2 separate regions of the Mus musculus genome follow, and region 2 is linked to region 1. A link is a contact called in public promoter capture Hi-C data. All regions are on one chromosome and are shown on one strand. Each heading gives the region's core, a stretch centred on a gene start, on an enhancer-like site or on the middle of the called end of the contact. The rest is flanking DNA. Distances are from core to core; before and after follow the strand shown.

What was found. Promoter capture Hi-C pulls out the DNA fragments that hold promoters and counts their contacts.
Region 2: a promoter capture Hi-C map of liver shows a contact between it and region 1, with 4 times the contacts expected there. The contact joins the promoter of Slc25a3 here to the enhancer-like site in region 1. A contact is called at or near these places in 21 of 39 promoter capture datasets (the 3T3-L1 cell line, 3T3-L1-derived adipocytes, the C10 cell line and 11 more), 2 of 15 datasets of contacts at CTCF or cohesin (large pre-B cells and pro-B cells), 30 of 484 Hi-C or Micro-C datasets (the AML12 cell line, B cells, CD4 T cells and 21 more), 21 of 115 datasets of contacts at active chromatin or transcription factors (the 230-238 cell line, astrocytes, craniofacial prominence and 11 more) and 2 of 9 other capture datasets (adipose tissue and embryonic stem cells).

Annotation. Positions count from the first base shown.
Region 1 is chr10:90,727,238-90,729,891 of GRCm38.p6, forward strand. The region is part of intron 17 of Anks1b (ankyrin repeat and sterile alpha motif domain containing 1B); the gene reads left to right. Among named protein-coding and RNA genes, the nearest start is that of Apaf1, 350 kb to the right of the region's middle. Within about 2 kb of position 1,329, at least 33 of the 459 cell types and tissues checked have an H3K27ac peak or open chromatin away from gene starts, as enhancers often do. A contact at or near this core is called in cerebral cortex, liver and pro-B cells, where this site is marked.
Region 2 is chr10:91,122,632-91,125,285 of GRCm38.p6, forward strand. It overlaps Slc25a3 (solute carrier family 25 (mitochondrial carrier, phosphate carrier), member 3), which reads right to left and starts at 1,336. Exons shown (of 8, transcript NM_133668.4): 1 at 1,285-1,336; 2 at 927-1,075. The coding sequence starts at 1,071.

The DNA of each region.
Region 1 (2,654 bases), core at 79-2,578:
TGATGGTTTGTATATGCTTGGCACAGGGAGTGGCACTATTAGGAAGTGTGGCCTTGTTGGAGGAAGTGTGTCACTGTAGGGGTAGGCTTTTGAGACCCTCTTCCTAGCCACATGGAGACAGTCTGCTCCTGGCTTCTTTTGGATTGAAGACATAGAGCTTTCAGCTCCTTCTCCAGTGCCATACCTGCCTGGAAGCTGCTATTCTCCCGCCTTGATGATAATGGACTGAACCTCTGAACCTGTAAGCCAGCGCCAATTAAATGTTGTCCCTTATAAGAGTTGCCTTGGTCATGGTGTCTCCTCACAGCATTGGAAACCCTAATTAAAACATATGCTATGATAACACTAAATATTATTTTAAAGAAGCCCTTTGGCCCTACCACTTGCTCCAAAGAGTGATCGCTCATTGTTCCTGAGTCTTGCTCTGTGCTGGCTGCAGCCACCTTTGTGCCTGACTCCTCCTCTGCAGTGGACTACAGCAGCTTTCTAGCTAGAGTCTGGATTTCTTTCTCACTGGCTGCCCTACCATGTCAGATGCAGCCATAGACATGGAAGAGGAGGAGGAGGAAGAGGAAGAGGAAGAGGAGGAGGAGGAAGGGAGGGAGGGAAGGAGGAAGGAGGGACAAAGAGGAAAGAAAGAGGAAACGGAAGAAGGAAGCTGTTGAGGATGTTGAAGATGGACGAGATGAGCTGAAGATGGAAGTACTAATGAGAAACATGGGGAGTAGGGGGCAGACAATGAGATTGATGTGGAAGAGGAAGGGTGGGATGGAAGAGCAGGAACTGTTAGTAAACTCGGGAGCAACAGTTTGCACATCACATGCTTCTAATGACAGACCGCCAGGTCCATCCATGTGCCCTTCCCAGGCAGTGCTAGCCACAGAGCACACTCCTAGCCTGAAGCCACCATCTGCCAACTATTTCAACTACCCACAAGTCAGGACAGAAACATCTCTCTGCACCCCTTATGTCCGGCCTTTTCTTCTGATGCCTAATAATAAATAAATCATGTGTAGAAGGATGTCACCTTTGACCTAGCAGCCGAATTTGCTAAAACGTTGTACTTTGTAACCTTTTGTATTTCACCAAAGTCCTTTCTCCCAGAACACTTATTTCTCCGACCCAAATTACAGTCTAATATATGTAACATCTGCCATGACTACCAAGATACAGAGGCCGAGCTGGCTCAGTGACAGGACACTGGGTACAATGTAGCCACATGAGCTACTCTGTTCCAAAAAGTGAAATTGAATGTAAACCCAGTTTATGTGCCCAGGGATTCGCGCAAAGGTCACAGTGTAATTCGTCAGCTGTGCTCTGTGGAGTTCACCCTGCTCACCAAAAGGCTGGGCTCCGCGGTGGATACAGCTGCCAAGCTGTTCACCTTGCTCGTTGACTTTCCTGGAAAATTGAAAGCTTCCAGATGCCTATCGGGTGTCTTGTCTCTGCAGCCAACTGACTGTTGGTGCTTCCTTCCGCTTGCAGCAGTATGCTGGGGGCTTTGGGGGGGTGGCGGGGGGTTGGCAGACACGGGCTTCCCTTCAGGAGCCAGAGACAGCTTTATCTGTTGGAGATTAACTATTACTATTTCTGCTATGACCCACAAGGAGACCGCAACCAATGATCTCACTTCAAGGCTTCTGTCAGCGCTGTAATTCAGCAGCGGTGGCCGAAGGTAAAAGTTGTGTGCAGTAATTGAAATGTCCACTAGGTGGGTCTGGTGTTCTTCCAACCAGAAAGCAGGCGGCACCAGGAAGGCTGGCTCCATCTTTCTTGTTGCAAAGGTTTAAAAAGGGGGGGCCGGGGGAGGGGGGCTGGAGGAGGGGGGCTGGGGGAGGAAGGGGAGTAGGAAAATGTGTCTGGGGCTGTGGTTTTAATATTCATCCTAGATTACATGGGATGGATTATTGTTGGTAGCCATTCATCTGAGCCCATGAAGATCGTTCCTTGCCTCCTTTTTACATAGATGCATGTGAAGCCTACATCTATATTTTAACCTTATTTTTTTTATGATTAAGAAACCATATTAATTGATGTCCCTGTGTTCGGATGGCATGCGCGCTGCCATTTTCTCATCGCTGCTTTGACAAGTCCCTTCACCACCAAAGGCACAAGTTTCCAGTAAAATGATATATTTTTCTTTTGTGAAGCTTTTCTTCCATTCAAAGCTCCACGGTTGTGTTTAACATTCCCAGCAGCTGTTCTCAGTGTGATCTTCAGTAACCTCTGAAAAACATGATTCAGGTTTACAGAACTCCTCTCTTAATCCTTGTCAGAAAACCTCCTCTTACACTTTAGGGTACAATAGTCAATAAAGCGGACTTTTAAACCACCCCGGGTCACCCCGGCTTAAGAGACCACTTCAAATTCTTAATCTGTTTTCCAGTTTCGCATTACTTCCTCCAGCTCGCGTCGAGCTTATGTTTAAGTATCATCATGAAATGTCAGATGTTTTCCTGCAAAGCACTGTGGGAAAATCCCCATGGTGCCAAACACAGTGCTGAGTTCTCAGAGCAGGCAGGACAGGTGACAGCTGTTCTCTTCCCACCCTACCGGAAACAGGCACAAGGACAGGTTCCATACAGAACACCAGACGCAGAATCCACCTGCCCTTGAAAACACCAACCGGGAGCAACTAAGAGGTGTTGGTAAGC
Region 2 (2,654 bases), core at 86-2,585, 400 kb after region 1:
AAAAAGAGCACTTAACATGTGCAAAGCTTGCTAACTTTAACGTTTGCTCCAGCTATTAACCAACTACTCACTTATGAACTAAGTAAGTCATACCTAGTTCCTGCAGTCAAAAACATACAAAGATTTGCTTTAGCTTTTGAAATCAGAGGAAAACGATAGGAGATAGTGAAAAGGAGTTTTCTAATCACGTTTAAGACGCATGAAGCACATGAATGACTGGGGTGTGGGTGGGGACTTCTGTTTTACACACACAATGTAGGTAACGTTTCTCTTGAGGCCTATAATTCAGCTTTCGGGTTTCTCTTGTACTTATGTTCCACTAGGATTTAAAACATACAGTTATTGAGTCACCCAGCTCAAATCCCAAAAACATAAACTCAAAGGAATGCACACCTCATATAATCTGCAAGTCACCTCCTTCACCAACCAGTAGCACAAAAGGAAGAGATTCCCAACCCCATTACCTCATATACAATTAAATGAAAAGATAAAACTTGGGAAAGGAGATCAAAGGAGAGTTTTCCAGGTAATTTTTAAAAAGGCAAGTCAAATAAACGTTATGGAGTTGCAACTGTGTCTGGCTAGTGGTTAAAAAGAGATTTTACCCAGTATACTTGGCTGACCAAGCGGGCTCACGGGGGAAGATAAAGAAGTTGGTTACCACCTCTCTGCCTCTACTCCCTTCGGGACACGGAGGTCACTGAGTGGCGCTGGGCCTGGGCCCTTCCACGCCCTTGAGGGAGGGCCAAGGATCCGACAGCGGCCTAGGGTGTCAGAGTTGCCATCCCAGGGTCAGCGAGAGACCGGTCCTCGGGTCCAGGGCTGAAGCGTCCTTCCCCGACCTCCAGTTCCTGCCCAGGACTCGGGAGGCAGAGCAGGGGGGCAGCATGTAACCAGCGCTCCCACAGGGCAGGGTGCGACCTCACCTTCCACGGCGGCGGCGGCCAGGTGGCGGGAACGCCGGGGCGGAGCTGGGGGACTGCGGGGACCCGACAGGCCATCGTGCACCAGCTGCAGGTGTGGCGCGTTGAAGGGGTTCGCCCGCGCCAGGTGCGCTACGGACGAGAACATCCTCCTGCGGGGGAGACAGAGGGCGGAGGTGAGAGAGACCCGGCGCCGGGCAATGTCACCGGAGCCCCGCGAGACATGCCCGGCTCTGCGCCCTTGAGGAGGTCACAGCTTCTTCCCCAGGGACGCCAAGCCCGGCCGGGCCCACGGCCAAGGCGGCGGCCACAAGGGACTCAAGGCTCCGCGCCGCGGCGAGGCCCGGTCGCGCTCACTTGCCTAAGATGGCGAACACCCAACCGCTCGCTGGGCAAGGTTGCGGCTCACAGAGGCCGAATGTCCTCCCGGCCCGAAGATCCGTGCCCTTCGCGCGGCGTCACCGTGACGCACGCAGAGCGTCACTGCGCCACGCGCCTCTCATTTGCGGAGAGGAGCGCAGAACCTGGACGTCATCGCGTCCTCCTAGCAACCCTATCCCCGCCCACGTCCAACCCCAGCCCTTCCGGCCCTGCTAGTGCGCAGGAGGATTCCTACTGCGCAGGCGCAGATCCAAAGCGCCCTCCTCCCCCACTCCCCTTTTTTTTTTAAAGTGTAGTCTTGGCCTTGGACGGGCAGGTGACCTACTCACTCTGTCCCTTCACCTTCCGGTGTTTTCTCCTTGGCGCCAGGAATTTTTACATGTCTTTAAGTGATTGCGGGCATAAACTTTTAAAGACATGAATGCTTAAGTGATACGTTATTCAGGTATGGAAGCTAGGATATCACTACAAGATCTTTGATCGGAATTCCTGCCATCATCGGACTTTTCAGAAAAAAATTCCATCACACTGACTTTTGACATAGGCATGTCTAAATTTTCCACCAAGTTCTGGTGGAAAGGATATACAGGAAGAACTCATACAATACATAAAACTGCTTCTGCCTCACAGAATGTCCATGGCCCCTGAGAACAGTCAGTCAAGGCTTCGTTCCTGGAGGCACAGGCATGCGCTGACATGAAAGTAACCGATGAACTGTGTGCGTGTAAGACAGGACTGTGTGTACTTCAGACATTTACAAGATCATCATCACTCTGATGTCAACAAGCGGGGGCCAAGTTCCACGAGGGAGAGTTTAGAAGCAATCAAACCTGTTGTAATTCTTGCGTTTAACATTTTCCTGGGACGTTTATCTCATCTTTATTAAGCCTTTTTATCTAACCCAAGACACCACTAGAGCTGGCTCCTGTATTGACTATTGTAGTTATACTAAGTCTACCTCTGCAGTCAGTGCTCTGCTGTGTCCTTTAAAAATTCTTAACATTTACAAACAAAAGACATTTTCATTCATTTTGCCCTAGGTCCTTCAAATTATGTAATTGGTCCTGGATAGAAGAAATACTTTTAGAGTTTATGAAACATCAAGAAGATGTAAAAAAAAAAAAAATGTTTACAAAACATCTTTCAGAGGTCTGGTACTTGATTCCTAGTACCCACCTTGATTCTAGCTCCAGGGGATCTGACACCATCTTCTGGCCTCTATAGGCACCTGCACTCATGCACACACACACACACACACACAGACCACCACCACCACCACCACCACCACCACCACCATTTTTTAAAAAACCTTTAAAGATGAAATTTATAAAACATTTTTCATAAAAAACT